Regions from separate parts of the Mus musculus genome. Here regions 2, 3, 4, 5, 6 and 7 are each linked to region 1. Evidence: chromatin contacts called from public Hi-C, Micro-C, promoter capture Hi-C and targeted proximity ligation data. All regions are on one chromosome and are shown on one strand. The core of a region is the stretch at or near the end of the contact, and the rest is flanking DNA. Distances in the headings are between cores, read along the strand shown.

The links. Promoter capture Hi-C pulls out the DNA fragments that hold promoters and counts their contacts. A called contact is a pair of places that touch in the nucleus more often than the background predicts. Capture Hi-C pulls out chosen DNA fragments and counts their contacts.
Region 2: a promoter capture Hi-C map of liver shows a contact between it and region 1, with 2.6 times the contacts expected there. A contact is called at or near these places in 3 of 39 promoter capture datasets (the 3T3-L1 cell line, cranial neural crest and embryonic stem cells) and 4 of 9 other capture datasets (adipose tissue, embryonic stem cells, liver and 1 more).
Region 3: a contact with region 1 is called in a Hi-C map of pro-B cells, with 6 times the contacts expected there. A contact is called at or near these places in 9 of 39 promoter capture datasets (the C10 cell line, the HPC-7 cell line, cranial neural crest and 3 more), 6 of 484 Hi-C or Micro-C datasets (the G1E-ER4 cell line, cortical neurons, embryonic stem cells and 2 more), 2 of 130 datasets of targeted methods (astrocytes and pancreatic cancer cells) and 1 of 9 other capture datasets (embryonic stem cells).
Region 4: a contact with region 1 is called in a promoter capture Hi-C map of cranial neural crest. A contact is called at or near these places in 16 of 39 promoter capture datasets (the 3T3-L1 cell line, the C10 cell line, the HPC-7 cell line and 12 more), 2 of 484 Hi-C or Micro-C datasets (the G1E-ER4 cell line and large pre-B cells), 5 of 130 datasets of targeted methods (the 230-238 cell line, embryonic limb bud and embryonic stem cells) and 4 of 9 other capture datasets (adipose tissue, embryonic stem cells, liver and 1 more).
Region 5: a Micro-C map of embryonic stem cells shows a contact between it and region 1, with 5 times the contacts expected there. A contact is called at or near these places in 2 of 39 promoter capture datasets (the C10 cell line and hippocampal neurons), 1 of 484 Hi-C or Micro-C datasets (embryonic stem cells), 2 of 130 datasets of targeted methods (the NIH/3T3 cell line and astrocytes) and 2 of 9 other capture datasets (embryonic stem cells and pancreatic islet).
Region 6: a targeted proximity ligation map of the SCID.adh cell line shows a contact between it and region 1, with 11 times the contacts expected there. A contact is called at or near these places in 12 of 39 promoter capture datasets (the C10 cell line, the HPC-7 cell line, HPC-7-derived erythroid cells and 7 more), 3 of 484 Hi-C or Micro-C datasets (embryonic stem cells, myocytes and nephron progenitors), 4 of 130 datasets of targeted methods (the 230-238 cell line, the SCID.adh cell line, astrocytes and 1 more) and 3 of 9 other capture datasets (adipose tissue, embryonic stem cells and liver).
Region 7: a promoter capture Hi-C map of pre-B cells shows a contact between it and region 1. A contact is called at or near these places in 5 of 39 promoter capture datasets (the C10 cell line, the HPC-7 cell line, cranial neural crest and 2 more) and 5 of 130 datasets of targeted methods (T-cell acute lymphoblastic leukemia, astrocytes, large pre-B cells and 2 more).

The regions. Positions count from the first base shown.
Region 1 is chr19:9,134,269-9,136,968 of GRCm38.p6, reverse strand. Asrgl1 (asparaginase like 1) reads left to right here and starts at 1,403. Exons shown (of 7, transcript NM_025610.3): 1 at 1,403-1,454; 2 at 1,982-2,182. The coding sequence starts at 1,415.
Region 2 is chr19:8,616,555-8,619,254 of GRCm38.p6, reverse strand. It overlaps Slc22a6 (solute carrier family 22 (organic anion transporter), member 6), which reads right to left and starts at 1,259. Exons shown (of 10, transcript NM_008766.3): 1 at 609-1,259; 2 at 149-252. The coding sequence starts at 959. All of the region lies in intron 1 of Gm36394 (a long non-coding RNA gene), which reads left to right.
Region 3 is chr19:10,040,164-10,042,863 of GRCm38.p6, reverse strand. Fads3 (fatty acid desaturase 3) reads right to left here and starts at 1,316. Exons shown (of 12, transcript NM_021890.3): 1 at 908-1,316. The coding sequence starts at 1,132.
Region 4 is chr19:9,864,349-9,867,048 of GRCm38.p6, reverse strand. No RefSeq gene overlaps it. Among named protein-coding and RNA genes, the nearest start is that of Scgb2a2, 18 kb to the right of the region's middle.
Region 5 is chr19:10,016,833-10,019,532 of GRCm38.p6, reverse strand. Rab3il1 (RAB3A interacting protein (rabin3)-like 1) reads right to left here and starts at 1,339. Exons shown (of 10, transcript NM_144538.3): 1 at 1,174-1,339. The coding sequence starts at 1,184.
Region 6 is chr19:9,909,990-9,912,689 of GRCm38.p6, reverse strand. No RefSeq gene overlaps it. Among named protein-coding and RNA genes, the nearest start is that of Gm50340, 12 kb to the right of the region's middle.
Region 7 is chr19:10,100,242-10,102,941 of GRCm38.p6, reverse strand. It overlaps Fads2 (fatty acid desaturase 2), which reads left to right and starts at 1,439. Exons shown (of 12, transcript NM_019699.2): 1 at 1,439-1,719. The coding sequence starts at 1,513.

The sequences.
Region 1 (2,700 bases), core at 154-2,653:
AGCATAGAATACTGTGGAAGGAGGTGGACAGGCAACCAAGACTGGGTAATACCAGACCTGATGCTCTGGTTTCCAGAATCAAAGGCTGGTCCCTTCTCCAACATCTCTTTTGCATATGATCTTTCTTCAAGCAGAAATCTCTAATTATGTAGCAAATAAACACAATAAATGAAACCCACCCCAATGAGGACAAGACAAATCTACTCAAACCTTGCTAATGCAAAGGAACCAACCAGCCACTGGTTTTGGTAGAGACTCAGAAGCAGGCAAACGGGTAGGAAAGGGCTCTATGGGGAAACAGGCTGTGTCCTGTTTGGATGCTCTTGGCCTAGGGAAGCTAGGGATAGACTAACTAGAAAAGATGGCCCTTTGTGATGGTTAGGGGAATCAGATACAACTTTTCTCTAGTTGGTGGTAAGATGGAAACAAGAAAAAATATTAGGAAAATTGGCACTTACCCACCGGGTCCTGACCATTTGAAGCCATCTTTATTGAGGTTTATTGAGGTCTACAGAAGTAATGGTTGGGAAGTCTTACACAAGGTCAGCCCTTTTCATTAACATATGAGCCTGGGTTGCCCCACCTTAAAGAGAGAAGGACTTGCAAAATGAAAGTCTATCTTTGACACCAACTCATCTAGCCAATAAACAGTACAAAGCGATTGATAACGAAAATAAAATATTGCTTCAGTAAATTTAAAATTAGAAAACAAAGGTTGTGAGAAAAAAACAAACTCATAATTCAAGTAAAATTGCTTTACATAATAAAGCAGGGCATTCTTCCTAGGTGTCACTGCTACAGAAACCTGTAGATGTCACTGGCATCTGTTCTCCCTCTTTGACTATCAGAACAAAACTAGACTCTAGGATCCCTTTGGTGAATACGAAGTGTTTGGTCTTCTACCCCTGCCGCCACAACTGCTGGAAGCAAGGAAAGAAGAAATGTCAACAAAAAGAGGGCACTGAGAGATGAAAGGATTTAGAGCTGGCATCCCTAGACTTAGAGGAGGAGAGGAGCTGGGATTTCTGGGCTCTCAGAGTGTCTAATGAACAGAATCTGTCAAATTAGAGGCAGAGGTATACTTTATTTTCTTCTCTTCCGAAAGATTAAGATGGGGAACTTAAAGGGAAAAGGTTTTAATGTAGCATTCTAACTAGCAAGACTTAAGAGCATGCGATAATTTCAAGGCAAAGGAGACAAAGGGTCCCGCGTGCTACTAGGGAAGTAGAAAAGCAATGTTATTCTAGATCTGGAGTCCCGGAAGGCTGGTGCGCAGCGCTAGGGACCCCGGGGCTTTACGGTAACTCAGCAGCGCCCCGGGCCCCCACCCTCGTGCGCAAGCGCGGAACCGTTGCCTGCAGAGCGGTTGCAGGCGGAGCGGTTTGCTGCCTGGTGGCTTGGCCAGTTTGACATCATGGCGTGCGCCCGCGGCACCGTGGCGCCGCCAGTCCGAGGTATGGGAAAAGAAACAAGAACAAAAATGTAGGATTTACCAGAGACGAGGAGCTCAGGTCCGAAGGACGTGGGGAAGTCCAGTCCTCAGGGTACCCCGGACCCTAGGTGGAGTGAACTGGAACAGAGAGCACGGACCCCGGGAAACTGAGGCACAGAGAGATTCCTGGGAGGAGGGCTGGAGCTCTGATACATGCGACCTCAGTACTGGCGCCGAAATAGAGGCTGGTGTTCTCTGGGGAAACTGAGGCTGAGGGGTAGCGCTGTGGCACAAGCGCAGGCTCGGAGTCTTGACACCAGGCTTTCTGAGCCACAGATGCCCCTGCCAGGTCGGAGTGGGAGAGCATGGGGAGGAATGCTGGGAGGCTTGGGTCGCTTTGGGGTTTTGTAACAAAACTCTCACTGAGCGGGGGGGGGGGGGGGGGGGGGACGGACGACACTGAACGGAAACAACTTTGACGCTGCTGCTCACTTGAGTTGGTTCCCTTGGACCGGTACAAAATGACACTCGCCTCTTCCTGATGCCTAGCCTCCATCGATGTGAGTCTCGTGGTGGTAGTCCATGGTGGCGGAGCAAGCAACATCTCAGCCAACCGGAAAGAGCTGGTGCGCGAGGGCATCGCCAGAGCGGCAACCGAGGGCTACAAAATCCTCAAGGCGGGAGGGAGCGCGGTAGATGCTGTGGAAGGAGCCGTGACTGTCCTGGAAAACGACCCAGAGTTCAACGCAGGTAAATTATGCTTGCCAGGTGAATAATGCCAAATCGGAGCAAGTTCCTGTCCACACCGACGCGGTATCCTTCAGTCTGACTGGCTTTGTGGTCAAATAATACTCTAGAGCAAGATGCAGTGCTGAATTTCCTCATTTTGCACTAAGCAACTTGTTTTGAGAATTTTTTTTAAGTCTGTTAATTCGCCTTTTATATAGCCTGCCCCCTAAGAATTCAATACTAAAAGCCAGGCATCTTGTTGGAGAGCCCTCCATAGCCTGAAACCATCTTCAAGCCTCAGCCTTCCAAGTGCTGGCTTTACAGGTGTAGACTTTTGGTATTTGTGGGTCTTGAGGTAGACTCTACATACCATAAAATGTAGCCATTTCGGCTTTGAGACCTGTGTGTACATTCCCTCCCTCTACCCCTCTGCATCTGTGTGTTTTCTCTGCCTCCCCCAAATTAAGCTCAAAAATCTTGAAACAGATGCTGGGAGAATCTTTTATTATAATATCCGGTCCCTGCTAAACAGTAAAGTC
Region 2 (2,700 bases), core at 10-2,509, 520 kb after region 1:
TGCCTAGGGTGATGCCCCAGGCTGCAGTCTTCTGAGGACCTAAGAAGAATCCTGAGTCTTGCACTTATGCCAGCCACTCTTGCCTTAAAACCAGCCAGGGGCCCCCAATCCCAGTTTAGCCCAGCTCTTTGGCTTACCCAGGACTGACCTGTCCGCCAGGTAGCCAAACATCATGGCTCCCAGTAACACTCCCACCATGAACAGGGACTGGGCCAGCTGGCGGAAGGCCCGATGAGAGCACACAAGGTTCCACTGTGGGGAGAGGTAAGCCAGGGTTGAACAGAGAAGAGCACGATGCAGGGAAACCCTTCAACCTCCTCTAGGAAGGCCTCCAGGGTCCATGTCACCCTCTTTCAGTAATGATTCTTTTTGCTGTTTGTCTCACAGTTCCTGAGAGGTAAGATCACTTACAGCACTCATCACCTTCCGCATCCACCCTTTCTACAAATACCATTCTCTTGAATGTTTTAATTTCATCTTCTGATCTTGGCCCCTGAGAAACTTTGACTCTGTGTGTGTGTGTGTGTGTGTATGTGTGTGTGTCTTCCCCTTTGTCTGTGTAGGAGGTGAAATAGTGTCACATGGAGAGAAAGCCCCAAAATTCTTACCTCAGTCACGATGGTTGAAGGGAAGGTGCTGTTGTCATAGACCCAGCCATCAAGGCAGGGCTCTGTGACTCCGGTGCCATTGGCCTCTGTGCCATTGTGCGGGAAAGGAAAGCGGAGGCAAGATTCGGGTCGTCCTTGCTTGTCCAGGGGCAGCCAGGCCTCCAGACCTCCATCTTTGCTGAGGTTGGCATTAGCAGGTGGGCGGCAGTGGTGAGCGGGGATAGCAGCAGTGAAGTTCTGCAGGGTGTTGTGGGAAGCCATCAGCAGTAGGGGAGCAACCACCATGGTGACCTGGATCAGCTGGAAGCGTCCGACACCCCCCACCTGTTTCAGGAGGTCATTGAAGGCCATGGGGCTGGGCCAGGCTGAGTGGTCAATGCCTGAGGACCTCCAGTCCTAGGACCTCTGTCTGTCTGTCTGCTGCCCTTTGCCTGAGGAGTAGGGCTGCCACTGCCTCTGCAGCTGAGTGACTCCTGGAGTTGGAGCTGAGCCGGTTCTGTGGCGAGACAGCGGGCTGGTGGGCTGCCCCTCCTTTCTCTCTCCCCTGGTTCTGGCCCTCCCTTGCCCTCGCCTCTTTTCTTCACTTCGGGGGTCTGGACAGCTCAGCTTTCAGGGTCTGCTGGAGCCCTGACTCTTACGCAGGCAGCGTTTAATCTTTGTCCTGATGACAATGAGTTAAAGTGTGACTTGGTGTCAGAAGGATTAACCCTGTGAGTATTCCTTGTGTCAGTGGAATTTCTCCAATTGGGAATGAAGGGCAAGGGAGGATGGATGAGACTGGGAGTGAGTGGACTCACCAAGGGAGGCCATTTGGGCAACAGATGCAGAAGGGGAAAGGTGGGACCTCCTGTCTTTTTTCTATTGGGCAGTCTGTGCTCTGGGAAATGTGGTGGCCTTCTGAAGGGTTTCTGTGGATACCATAGTCTGTCTTCTGGTATAACACCAGAGAAAACATAGCAAGTCCTGTTGAACCTGAATGTCATATTGATGGTTAATTTTTTTAAAAAAGTGTAGCCCTGATATTGAACAGGCCATGTTTATATTTAAAATTATACACTGATTTGAAACTGATCTGACTGGGAGTAGTGTATTCTTTTTTGCTACGGACCACCCCATCGGGTGGGGGGGTCCCTGGAATGAGGGTCCTTGAAGCTAGGTGGGTAAGGATTCAGCGGTGACAAACAGAAACAAACACAGAGGCAGTTTGAATCTGAGTGTATTTTGCAGCTCTCAAGCAGGGGATTTTATACATTAAAAACCCAAACATTACATCTCTTAGAAACTGTATCAAGTGAAACAATCACAAATACCAACAAAAATCATTTGGCACAGGAAAACACAAAAATCATCCAAGCATTACAACTCTGGAGCTATGTATTCAGTAAATTACAAACAGAACAGGTAACATCATTATTAATATAAATAATCAAAATATAATAATTCTAAAAGGATGTGTTCAGTGGGGCAGTCATCCAAGGCTAGTGACATATTTCCAAGAGCAGGTTAATAAATCTTTATTGTCAGTGCTCTTAGCCGCTGAGCTAACTCTCCAGCCCCATATGGTCAATTATTATTTAACATCTAATGCCTGATTTTTTTTATAGATCTTCAATGCATAAATTTAAACTATTTTAATTCTTTCTAATTAAGGCTTTCTTTACCATATACCAAAATTCACCTTTGATGGCACATGTGTAGCCATATGAAATGTTATTGTTGGGAAAGTTATTATCTATCATAATAGTTTTGTAAATGACTTAAAAAGAAAAGCATTGGTTTTCCCCAGGATAAGTTCGTAGTGACCCCATCTTAAGGGATGGTTTCTTACCCATTATTCTTGCTTAAGATCTTAGCCTAGGCTACCAGGAACATGTAAATAAGAAAAGGAATAAGAGTGAGTTCCAGGACAGCCAGGGCTGCACAGAGAAACCCTGTCTCAAAAGGAAAAAAAAAAAAAAGGAATAAGAGAAAACAAAACAGATAGATTGCCACGAGAACTATGGCTCAATAATTTTTCTCCAGCAAAGAGTTCCACAACCGGTTTCAGGAGGCCTCCCCCTTTTGAGGTCAATCGCCTCAGTCTGTGGAACTT
Region 3 (2,700 bases), core at 67-2,566, 910 kb before region 1:
AATCCGGGAGGAGAGGGACAATGACAGTCCTGGGACACAGAGAACCTCCTCTGCTGCCACCAAGTTCTTCCACTAGAGAATCATTCCCTCCAGTCTTAAAGACCTTCCGGGTACCCAATGTGACTAACCTACAATTTTGGATAGTCGAGGGCAGAGCACCATGGCCTCAACCTTTGTCCATGGAGTGGGACTGAAGGAGGAAGGGTCTGGGAAATTGCTTCACCACTGGGCTCTAGCCAGATAGTCCTTCAGGCCAGTTCCATCCCTTCTTGTCTAGACACGGACTGAGAATGGGAAGCCAGAGTCCCCAGGGGCTAGTCGGTGACTGGGGTGACTGTGCTTCCCGTGGAGGCCCACCCAGCCTGGCAAAGTCTTCCCACGTGTAGCTGCCAGCCCAGCAGAGGTGAGTCACTGGCCCTCAGAACAGTCTACACAAGTGCTGGATAAGCCACAGACCTCCAGGCCCTGCCCAAGCTCTGCTGCCCAGCCCCCAGTTTCTGATGGCACGTCCCTATCGCTAGGGACCCAGCCCTGCCCCAGGCTCTTGGAAGCACCAGAAAATAGTCTGTGACACTCAGAGCAGAAAAGAAACCCTCAGTACAACAGTGAGGGTACTTACCTGGGGCAGAATCTGCCCCTCACGGCACACCCACCTCTGGGGGCCCATTCTTCCCTGAGATCTATTTATTCCACAGACTGACCCAAACAGCCCATCCTCCGTGAAAGAAAGAGACCTCCTTCCCTCAGGCTCCATCTCAACTCTGGAGCCAGGGAAGGGGTCAAAGGTCAGAAAGAGCAAAAAGGATGCTAAGGTCCGCAGGTGGAATGAGACGCCAAGCCTATGAACAACGTCTCCCTCTCCACCGCTAGTGCCAGGCTCCACCCCGCCGGCTGTGGGTTAGCTTACCGTGGCGTCCTCCGCACCGTGGTGGCCGATGAGGCGGCTACCCCCTGGGTGCCGCTGTGCCCAGCGGCTGATGTCGTAGACACGGCGCTCGATGACCAGCCACTTGTCGCCTGGTAGGTCATGCTGGCGGATCTGCTCCCAGCGGAAGATGGGTAGGGGCGCCCCCAGCGGTGCGGGCCCCTCCCGCGGCCCGGGTCCCCCTCCGGGCTCCCCGACACCGCCCATTGCCGCTGTACACAAGTCCTCCGGACCCCGGTACGTGACCAAGGTCTAAGAGAGACACTGAGGGAGGCGAGGTGGCAATCAGGGGTCTTCCTCCGCCCGCCCCACCGGCCCCGCCCTGCCGCTGCGGCCGCCGTAAGAGCGTGCGCCTGCCCGGCTCTCCGCGCAGGGAACTTTTCCCTCCCTTATAACCGCGCTGACAGCGCTCGCCTCGCCCGCCCCTCGTCCCGGCCCCCGCGCTGGCCAGTCCCGCTCTCGCTCCAATCCAGGCGCGGCGCCTCCACATCTATTGGCTGCCCGGGGAGGGCGGTGTCGCGAAGGGGCTTGCCCCACCCTCGAGGGCCTGGGGCCACCACGCCCGGCACTGCCCCCGGGGCACTGCCCCCCCCCCCCCCCAGTTTCTCGGACTCTCGGCTCAACTGAGAAGGCGGGGGATGGGGACCCAGCGCGCACGGGAGTCCTGCAGGCCGCTGCGCCCAGGCACACCCGCAGGGGCCCGAAATGAGCCCAAGTCTGAGCCCTGAAAGGCTGAGAAATGTAGTTAGGGACGTCACCGGTCTTTAACCAGGCATCCCAGGTAGCTAGAAATGAGGACACTACCTTGGGGTGACTGTCAACAGCCACCAAACAATGGACCTCATCCCCCAGTAAACCCTCAATATCCACGCGAGGAAGCCATCTAAAGCAATCTGCAGGAGCAGATGGCCTCTCCTCCTGGCTGTACGCAGGATTGGGGATGCCCAGGTTGGCCACTGGAGGAGGAGCAGAGGACACTGCTGCGTGGAGGTCTGCCGTTCAGGAGATGAAAGAATGGTCCAGTCTGCAATGGGTGGCTTGCTTGTCACCACCTCCCAGTTCTCCCCATTCATGGTGTCACATTTTTGACTTATTAAATTCAAATCCTCTTGAGAGTGTAACTACGTTCCCAATTGTACGATGTTTCTTTGAGACAGACATCAGTTCCTTAAAAGTTAAAAGCTTTCACAACTGGCAAACTTGAAGGTCCATCAGAATTTCCTTGAGGGCTAGTTAAAACAGACTCCCGCACACCACCCTAGTGTGACTCAGGGCAGAAAGGTGAGGCAGACCTGTTTGTTGGGAGCAAATCTTTTCAGAACCTTAAAGTGTATTTTTTCCAATGTGCAAACATTTCCTCTTGGTCTACCTAAGGATTTGTAGGTGACCTGACCTCTAAGGCACCCCTGTGGATAACAAAACCAACCTGTGTTTCTTGCCTACAAAAAACCAGTATATGCATGTAACCTTCACATATCCCCTCATACACTTTAAGTCAGCTCTGAATTCTTAATAATGTCTAATGTGATGTAAATGCTCTATAAATAATTGTTCACTGCATTGTTTAGGGAACAATAAGACTAAAAAAGGCTGAAAGCATTCACTCCAGATGCAACTATTACAGGCCTAAATACACAGGACAAGGAGGAAAGCAGAGGCGAGCAATACTCTAAAGAATGTTGGTTAGATACCTGGGACCTGTGAGATGAGGAGAGGTGACATCAGGGGCAGCCTACGTACACACTGCCTCCATGGAGAGTGAGGAGGGTGTCACA
Region 4 (2,700 bases), core at 164-2,663, 730 kb before region 1:
TCCTAGAGGTTCCTCCACTTCCCATCCTCCAAGGCTGCTTGTCTCCTTTCATTCTCTTGGCCCTCTGGGCTTCTCTCCTGTCCCTTCACCCCCATATCTGATCTAATACCCCTTCTCCCCTCCCTCTCTCCCACTCAGGTCTCTCCCTCCTTCAGCCACCTGTGATTATTTTCTTCTCCCTTCTGAGTAGGATTGAAGCCACCTCACTTGGACATTTCTGCTTGTCACACTTCTTACAGTTGGGCATTCTGTACTTTTTGGCTAATATCCACTTATCAGTGAATACATACCATGCATGTTCTTTTGGGTCTAGTTACCTCACTCAGGATATTTTCTAGTTTCATCCATTTGCCTACAAAATTCATGATGTTTATTTATTTATTTTTTTGGTTTTTTCGAGACAGGGTTTCTCTGTATAGTCCTGGTTGTCCTGAACTCACTTTGTAGACCAGGCTGGCCTCGAACTCAGAAATCCGCCTGCCTCTGCCTCCCAAGTGCTGGGATTAAAGGCGTGCGCCACCACACCTGGCTATGAGTAGTGTTTCTTAAAATGAACCTACTTATAAAGATTGAACTTCAATGTGATGGCATTCCACAAAGAATCTGGGAATTTATCCTAATATTTGCAATACCCCACTAATGCTGTTTGGAATTATATTGTTAAATGGATGGAACTAGAAAATGTTATATTTAGTGAGGGAACTCAGACCCAAAAAGTGAATCACTTTCTTATTTGTGGATTTTAGCTTTGAATCTGCAGATGTGAGCATATAACCTGGAGTAGCTACAGAAACCAGGGAAGTGAAAAGGGACCATGTAGGGCAAGGGAGACAGGGATAGTAAGATGTTGGATGTTGTGATGGCTATTCTTGGTTGTCAGCTTGATGGCATACATCTGGAATTAGCTAAAACCCAAGCTGCTGAGTATGTATAACTGCGAGAGATTTTTCTTGTTTTTTTTTCTTTTTTTTTTAAGATTTATTTATTTATTTATTACATGTAAGTACACTGTAGCTGTCTTCAGACCCTCCAGAAGAGGGCGTCAGATCTCATTACGGATGGTTGTGAGCCACCATGTGGTTGCTGGGATTTGAACTTCGGACCTTCGGAAGAGCAGTCGGGTGCTCTTACCCGCTGAGCCATCTCACCAGCCCGAGAGATTTTTCTTGATTGGATCATTTGAGGTAGGAGGCCACACCTTTAAATCTGTGCTACAGGTTCTGGTGGCAGCCTAAATAGAGGCCATAGAAGGAAGAGCTTGTTCTTTGCCTACTTGTCCTCTCACTGGGAAGTTCACTTCTTCACTGGAATCAGAGCCTGTTTCTTTGGTTCTGGCATGTACTGAAGACCAGCTGAGACATCCAGCCTCACAGACTGAACAGTTATTAGATTCCCCAGTTAGGAGTCAGTCATTTTTGGAATAGTCAGACTACAGCCTGGGTAGACATTCCAATAAATTTGTCTCTGCAAGTGAGTGAGTGTGAGTGTGTGTGTGTGCATTCAGTTCTGTTTCTTTTTAGAACCCTAATACAGGTGCTTTGAAGGGGAAATGGGAAAAACAGGGCAGGGAAACTTTTAATTAATTAGTGGGGGGCAATATAGAGTAAGAGGGAGGAAAGAGGAATTAAAAAAAAAGCTACCAAGGATAATTGAACAAGGCACAGGGAAACATTGTTTCTTTAAAATACATACATAAATGTACGTGTATACGTACATATAGTTTAAGTAGAGTTTTTCTATGTGGGGTGATAAGGCTGTGTTGGGCCAGGGTGATTATCTTAAGATTAGTAGTCATCTTATTACAAGGTCAAAATAAATTAATTCCTATTTTCTGTAAAACTTGGGTTTGACCAGGACTCCCTTCATTTTATGATATTTTCCATGCTCTACACTCTATACCCTGACCACTACTCTGATAAAATGTTCTGTAAAATGATTTTGAAATGTTCAAGTTTCTACATAACTAGAATTCCTCTGGAAATCCTCCAACCCTTGAAACTCCTCCGGCCTTGCAGTTTTGGGGCTAATATAAACCTCATCTTTTGTGTTCAACACTATTTTTCTCAAACCTCACTCTAGGGAAATTGCCCTGTCTGGCAGAAAATAAAGCTTGAGTAATTTGTCCAAAGAGTTTGAGAATGGTCTTTACTCTCCTTCAATGGGACTAACAACCATAGGCTGTAAATGTAACTTTTATTCTCCTGAAGTAATTGTTGTCTTTGATGCTTACTGCCTCTGAGATCCCAAATCGTTTAAGTTCAGATTTCATTTTAGAGAAACTGACCTAAGTTTGAACTCAGGTAAACTAACAGGCTGGTACGTAGCATTAGTCTCCCAAGTTGCTTCCCCCAAAACCCCAGCCTAGCTCCAGTCTCTAGGCTAATCTCTAACATGACCAGAGGTTCCAGGCTACACCCTCAACAAGACCAGTGTCTCCAGGTTATTCCCCCAACAAATCTACACCCCCAGGTTATAAGCCCACCCCCTGCCTAATGACCACCAATGCAGAGGGGAACAGAAATTAAGTTTATGATATGACTCCCAGCACCAGTCAATTATGTTAAAGGTCACAGGAGCTTTCCAATTAGATGCTTGCATATGTACTCCCTGCTTATTGCTTACTATAAAGCCTTGCCCCAATAGACATTCAGGGCTCCCCCAACCCCAAACCATCATGCATGATGGTGGTGCATTGGGGGA
Region 5 (2,700 bases), core at 90-2,589, 880 kb before region 1:
CCAAAGTGCTCAAGCTGGCTCCAACCCAGAGAAGGGGGTGTTGTTACCCTGAGGGCCATACAGCAATTGTCTCGGTCCACCCAGCAGAAAGGCTCACAGCTTCCTTCAGACCAGGCTGCTCCTCAAACACACAGCCCCAGGCACATGCATTCCTCCAAGCACAATTGCCTCCACCAGAGGCAGGCACCAGGAACCCACCCAAAACACTTCCCAAGCCTAGCTAGCCTCCTTCCCTGGAGCAACTCTCCAAGAAACACAGGCTGACTTCTGCTCCCTCTAAAAGATCAAGCCAGCCCACACCCCACAGGAGCTCAGTTCTAGTGCCCTGGCCGTGTCGAAGCTGCATGGTTCCCCTAGCATTTCGACTCCAATCAGCTGGGGTCCGTGAGAGTAAATAGATCTCACCTGTTCCCCTCCCCAGGGCTCTCCTCCTTCCGCCTATCCTCTGCCTATCCTGAAACAGTCCTTAGCAGGAACAACCGCAAGACCTAGTCTTTGCAGTCCTGGAAGGAGGAGGCGTTTGTCTATTTAGACAAGAAAGAACATCAACCTATGTGAACAGGGAGCAAGGTCTCCTCCTATTAGACTGGCCAAGAACAGGAGTCAGCTTCAAGAACCGATGGCCCTAACAGATGGAAGTGAGGATGAGGGGTGGGAAAGGGGTTCACCCAGGACTCAGGGTCTGTGCCTATCTCCCTCCAGACTGTGGGAAGGTACCACCCACCTCACATCTTGAATCAGAAGGTTCTAGTCAACTAGCTAGGGATGGACCTTGGAGAGACACAGCTAGCTTTCTCAACTGCACTGCTTCTCCAGAGTTCATGGGTGTGCTCTCCTTTAAATACGTGCCCCAGATTTACTTTTGAGGTATGCATACTACTATGCACCACCCCCACTACCACTTCTCTCATGCACTCCACTGGAGCTAGGAGTTGGAGGGGGTCACCCTTCTCACCCTGGGGCAACTCAGATCGGTCCTGCCAAGGTCCTTTCAGCTCTCGGGCTGCAGTGTGTCCTCATGCTACAATGCACCTCGCTGCTGCAGGCAGGGCTGAGAGTACAGATTATCTCCCAAGTGGGGTGCAAACAACAGCAGTGAGCCCCTGTTCACCCATCCCAGGAGGCCAGCACGGCCCAGACGGAGCGCAGAGCCACCGGCGTGCAGGGACCTACCCGCTCCACATCCCAGCGTCTCCGCCGTAGCCGCGTCCTCGCGCGCCGCCAACTCTGCCGGGGGCCCCAGAGCTGCCCTGCCGCCTGTCAATCGCTCCACCGCCAGTCTGTCCCGCTGGCCGCCCTGGGTTTGCGGCTCCGCCCCACCGGAGCCCTTCCCCTGCCCTGGGCGGGTCACGTGTCTGAGAGGCGGGCCCCAGGCCACGTGCCCGGTCCCGCCCCTTTGCCGGCCCAGCCCTGTCCCTCTTGCTGCCTGGGGACAATGACCCGCCAGAGTGAACGGGACTGGTTCCATCATCTTGCATCCAGAGCTGGCCTCCGCCTTTCCCTATCACTTTCTGCCTTGCACTTTTGGTCCACCCTTGTTTGAGAACCTACAATGGCTCTCGGGGGTGGTCTCAGCTCTGTTTCTCGCTCAGATTGTCACTCAAAGTGGACAAACAGCTCCTGTACCCTCATTCAGACTTCTAGCCCTGTTACCGGTCTCTGGAGCTCTTAGATGGCATCAATCCCTGATTGACACTGGGCTTCTGGGAAGGGGGCGGGGCAGACCCTGAACAAGTTATCATTCGTTGAGCAGTTTAAGCTAAGAGAGCGCTACCTTGGCCCAATCTTACCAGCTCTACTTCCAGGTCCCTCCTCTTGCATCTCTGAATACTCTGTTCGTCCCTGCCTTTCAAGCCATCCTAAGCACAGGAGACGTCTCTGCCAACTTCGCTAGCACCTGTCTGTCCCAGGTACTTAAAAAAAGATTTGTAAAAAGCTTAGTCACCTGTCCCTCAGTTCCTATGCCCTCCTTTTATCCTGGCTCTAACCACTGACCTGAATGAAGTTCAGCCTCAGATCAGGATCCAATAAGTAGAGCCCATAGTCAACCTCTCCTTGAGTACTGCTAGACCAGCTCCCACAGGCAGCGTCTACAGTGCTCCCTGGGCTTGTAAGAACACATTTCACTCATCCATCTACACAACAGCCGCCCCTTCTGAACTGCTAAGGACCACGTGAAACGAAGAAATTCTCCAGGCTGGAACCCCAGCCTCCCTCTCTCCTTTCCCTTAGCCCCCTCTTCTCTGAGGGTGTTGGTCATGTACCACCTAGATTGGTCTCCAGCTTCTGGGCTGAACTAATACTTTCTCCTCAGCTCCCTCAGTGACTACGACCACACGCTTGGCTTATGGAATTCCAGTATGGTAAATGGTAGGAGAATGGGAGACCTGCTTTAAAGGACCTCTACTGCCAGAACCTTGACTTGCCTAGGACCCATCTTCACCAACTAATAGTGGCTCTTTTCAAAACAGAAAAGCCAGGGTGTGGTGGCACACACCTTTAATCCCAGCATTCTGGAGGCAAAGACAGGCAAGATCTCTGAGTTCAAGGCCAGCCTGCTCTACAATGTGAGTTCCAGGACAGCTAGGACTGTTACACAGAAAAACTCTGTCTCAAAAAGCCAAAAAAACAAACCAAAATAAAACCCTGCAACAACAAAAGAACCCCCCCCCCCAAACAACACAACACAACACAACACAG
Region 6 (2,700 bases), core at 55-2,554, 780 kb before region 1:
CCTGCTCTAAAAAAATCCAAAGTTCACCAAACTGGAATTAAAAAAATTTTTTTACTTGTTTGTTTATTTATTTAATATATGTGAGTACACTGTCACTCTCTTCAGACACACCAGAAGAGGGCACTGGATCCCATTACAGACGGTTGTGAGCCACCATGTGGTTGCTGAGAATTGAACTCAGGACCTCTGGAAGAGCAGCCAATGCTCTTAACCGCTGAGCTGTCTCTTCAGCCCCCAAACCAGAATTTTAAGGAACTTAGCTTAGATTCAATTGAGATAACAGATTTCATGAAATTTAGTGGACTCTTATTCTGATTAGGGTTTTGCATGATCTAGCTCTGATATTACAGGGTTGCTGCCAGCTCATCTGCATGTTAGTACCCACACAAGGGAGTAGATGGCTCTGGATTGTACCCACCAAGACCAGACCCTCAGATTCTTAGGAGCTTCCTCTTACTGTACTGCTAAGAAAACTGACTTTGACAACGGCCATTTCTGCGCACATTACTGAATTTTCATGCGCTAGAAAGTAGCCACCCAGCTCTCTTGGCTGCTTGCTCTGTTACAAAGCGTCAGTTTCAGTTATGAAGCTGTGTAGTCTTTAGGGGGGACAGGTCAACCATTATCAAGTTGACATTATTAGGGTAGTGAGGGGATCCCAAAAACAAGTCTGGGAACATTCAGGCCCCACTTGCTAACAACAGGACACTTATTTTCCTCCTTAGTACTCCAGATCAATGGGTTTCAATCTATGGGTCATGATCTCTAGGAGGGTCGAGAGACCCTTTCTCAGGGTTGCATATCAGATATTTACATTATGATTCATAACAGTAGCAAAATTACAGTTATGAAGTCTGGACAAACTTTACGGTTGGTTCACCAGGACATGAGGATCTGTGTTAAAGGGTGGTGGCACTAGAAAGGTCGAGACCTACTGCTCCAGACCACTATGACTTAGGAGGCTGAATTATAGAGTAGCTTGGTGAAGGAGGGAAGCCAAGTGAGGCTCCTTAATCCTCCCCACCGAAGTGAGTTAAGTCTTGTCAGTTAAAGGGCTTCAGATCTGAAAACAGAAAGTTACTGCCCCCTAGTGGACACAGAGCATGGGGCTCGTCTCTCAACCCGGAAATTAAAATTTGATTTCCGTGGAGCTGAATTTGTCTTGGGAGACTCTTCTGAAGCCATCTGCCGTCTGCTCCAGGTCTATCATTTTGAGGTGGAGACACTGATCCCACCCCTACCACCGCAGCCACACAGCAGTGTGCAAGCCATTACCTCATACTGCCCTTCTGTAAACAGCACAGCACATATTTCAACCTGGCTGTAGACTTCTGCACTGTCCTTCTGTGGCAGGGGAAGAAAGTGCAGAGTTCAGGAAGTGTCACCCCCCACTCTTTTTTTTTGTCCATAGTGAATATTTCAAAATGAGAGCGCCAGGGTTAAAGGCCTTCATATTAAGGAGGGACTTTTCAGAAGTTTCCTTATCTGACCAAATAGATCCTGCACATGTCCCAGGGGAGGAAATGGAAGACTATTACCTATTTTTCTGATCTAATTTATTTCCTGAGAGCTTCTTCTTCCCAGACAATGAAAGTAAAGTTACTTTGAAGAAAGACATACCATGTTTGAAAGTGATGTCTAATTGAGTGGCAGACAAATCAGAAAAAGATTTGACAGAATAGGATATGTCCAGCTCTCATGAGAAGAGAGAGGAAAGGGAAGCTACTTTAAGAGAGCAGGAGGGACAGAGAGAGAGAGAGAGAGAGAGAGAGAGAGAGAGAGAGAGAGAGAGAGAGAGAAGATGAATGAATACGTGAGAGTTTATTCTGTAAGGTTACAACAAAGAACAGAGCCCAAGGCCTGGACAGTCATTGGTCTACTTTTTTTTTTTTTTTTCTGAAATGAAAGACTCTGAAAGGAGCCCCTTGCTCGGGCCTCAGGACAATAGTGTACCCCCAAGAACTCACGAGAGACCAAGCTTGATGCAAACCACATGAGGCTTTATTTGGGGAAAACCAGAGCTCTGGGGACGACTCATATCCCACGCAGGGGTAGAGGAGTCGACCTCGAGGGGAAAGAAGTCCCAGTTTTTATAGGCCCTCAGGGGGGAAAGGAGAAGGGATCTAAACAATGTCTATTCTCAGGAAATGGGTATGGGAGGGGTACAAGGAAAGAGTCTGGTGCAGGTGTAGCAACTCTGGATTGGCCCGGCTGTGGTTGCTGGGGAGATTTTCTGACTCTATCTTAGCAACCAATATCACAAACACTTGGCAGTGAGGTGCAGCAGTGGACACACACCTGGGTTCAAGGAACAGGCCAGAACATTGGCAGACACACGGGTTCAAGGAGCGGCCAGAGCATTGTGCACCTCTATTTATCTAAATCAGTGAAGCTAGTTCTGCTAACAATGAAATCTATTTTGCCAATTTCAGGGCTTCTGTGACCTTTTATATTTTATATTTTGTCAGGATCTTTCAGAGACAGGGTTTCTCTGTGTAGACCTGGCTGTCCTGGCACTCACTCTGTAGACCAGACTGGCCTCGAACTCAGAAATCCACCTGCCTCTGCCTCCCAAGTGCTGGGATTAAAGGCGTGCGCCACCACACCCGGCTATTGGTCTACTTTTTAAATAAGCTACTTATGAGACCTTACATAAGAATACTACAGATATTTATCTGTTCGTGACTTAGTTATAGTAGC
Region 7 (2,700 bases), core at 190-2,689, 970 kb before region 1:
GTGGAATGAAGAAAGGCTGCTCCTGATGGATGCCAGGACAGAATGAGAGGAGTATACGATGGGAGGGACTATGGGAATGTATTACCCCCTGCACCAGGTACTTCCTTTGGACCAGTGTCATGTGGAGCTAGGGAGCCCAAAGTCTTGAAAGGGTCATGGAAGAGGCCAAACAGGGCCACTAGCTAAGCATGTATGTCTTGACCATTTTATCTCTCTTACCCTCAGACTCTTCATTTTGAAGTTAGCTATAACAATATCATAGGATTGTGGTGAGACTTTAGCGAATAGGGCCTTTCTTCCTACTATACTCCCTTGGTATCAGTGTCTCTCTTGCCTGCAAGTGGTGTACTACTGTCAAATCAATCGCGGGCTTTTATTGCTTTCATGTTTCCCAACCAGGCTTGTGAACTCTTTCTCAGTCGAAGACAAGAAAGGTGTCCAGTTTATCCTGGCACCCTCCCCAGAAGCCACTCCCGCGGCACTTAGCACGAGGAAGAAAGCAGAGATTCCACCGTTCTTTTCCAAGATGACCAAGTTGAAAGGATTCAGAGCCCTGGTTAAACAGAGACCCACTCCTGGCTCCTTTCTCTAGGAAGGTTTCAGGAAAGCAATAAACAATATGGATCTCTTAGACAATGTGAGATACAGGAGACTTGAGTCCCATCTAGCCAGGCAGAAATATCACCTAGTCATGACAGCCCAGGAGGGGGCCTTGTTTAGCCGGAGGCCGAGCGTTGTTCACCATAACCGCTGCGCCTCCTTTGTGCGAGCATCAGGTGCAAATCCCCGGCCGAGCGCGTTGGCGCTCTGAAGCGCGCAAAGAAAAGCCCAGCTGCCGCCCCCGCCCCCCCCCCCGCCCCCCGCTCTCCCCTCCCAGCTTCTCAGAGATCTACTCCCGCTTCCCCGGCTCCAGGCAGCGAAGGGAGGAGGAGGAGGTCAGACACGTCGCCGACCGCCCAGCAGGGCTTAACTCCATGCGGGCGGGCGCGAGGGAGGGGGAAGCCGCGGACCCGCCGCTCCAGCCCGCTGGCCTTCGAAAGATCCTCCTGGGCCAATGGCAGGCGGGGCGACGAGCCCTGATTGGTGCAGGCGCTCTGCTGATCACTGTGGAAACCCGGGTGGCGGGGAACTCGGGAGGATGCGGAGCCGGGAACGGGGGGAGCCAGAGGGGTGGGGGGAGGAGGCAGCGAGGCCCTGAGCTATCCTGGAGTTTTCACCGGAGGCAAAAGTCCACAGCAGGCGGGCCTAGGGTGGGCGGAGGAAGGGGACCGCTTGGGGGCACTGGGAAGCCAGGGGTACTCCTGAGGGAAGGCAGGGGTACTGGCTAGCTAGTGAAGGCGAGGAGGAGCGAAAGCGAGGGGAGGAGGCACGGTGGGAGGAGGAGTAGAAGACAAAAGCCGAAAGCGAGGAGGGCGCCGACCGCACACTGCGGCCAGGAGAGGGACCGTCGGTGTTGCGAGCCGCGGGCGCCCGGAGGCCGTAGCGCACGGGGCATCCGGGTAGACTGGCAGCATGGGGAAGGGAGGTAACCAGGGAGAGGGGAGCACCGAGCGCCAGGCTCCGATGCCCACCTTCCGTTGGGAGGAGATTCAGAAGCACAACCTGCGCACCGACCGGTGGCTCGTCATCGACCGCAAGGTCTACAACGTTACCAAATGGTCCCAGCGGCACCCGGGGGGCCACCGTGTCATCGGACACTATTCGGGAGAAGATGCTACGGTAAGAGTCTGGGGGTGCCAGCCACTCTTGTCTGCTGCAGGCTGGTGTCAGGAGCCCGGGGTCCCTGGGCGCCAAACAGATCCCCGGTTCTTAAAGGAGCGCAGGACGTTCAGCAGGGAAAGAAAGTGTACCAACTGCCCTCACCTCCCTCCTGGAATCGTTCTCCTCTGGGTCAACTGGGCAGACTTTGGCCGAGCCTTTTGGACGCCAGGCCTTAGCACCTCTGTGGAAGTCCCATCAGTGGTAAACTGTGCCCGGTGCATGTTCACAGCGCATACTGCGCGCTGTTCCAGCCGGAGCCTGGGACTCTCCAAAGGGGGCGCTCCAGCCTTCGTGTTCGGCGCTCCCCAAGTGGAAGATGGCCACCCTTGGGCGCCGGGGAGAGGAGCCTGAGAGCGGGCAGCCATATGTGGGACTCTCCTGCCAGACCAGGGGGCGGAGAAGGAAAGCTGGTTCCTGGCCAGGACTCGCTCCTGCTTGGACTCCTGTCTAAGAAGGTCCACAATGGCTGCCCGACAGAGACTTCCTAGTAGTTCAGATTCCCACGCTCCCGAGGATTATCCCGACTCACTCCAAGTGCCAGCCTTCTGGGAAATCCTGGTGGGGAATTGGTGGAAGGCGAACGGGCTGGATTTTGCAAAATTCAGGTCCGCAGGGGATCTAGAAGGTGAATCTAAGACTGGCTTGGCAACAGGTCCATCTGCCTCTGGGGTTACTATCGGACATTCAACTCAATGGCCCTCTGTTTTTAGATCCTGCCAGGATCACCCTTCCCCTCTTGCACTCATGGAGGTTGTTGAAGTCTCTGAGACCTCTGTGGAACGGAGGCTATCCTATATTGCACAGTACCCCATACCGTGCCTGGCCCCACCCCCAACCATAAAGTGATTGTGTAGTCAGGTGGGTAAGAGGAGAAACAAAGTCAAAGAGGAAAGCCAGACCTTTCTTGGCACCTTTCTTGGTGGGCTGAAAGCAGAGGAA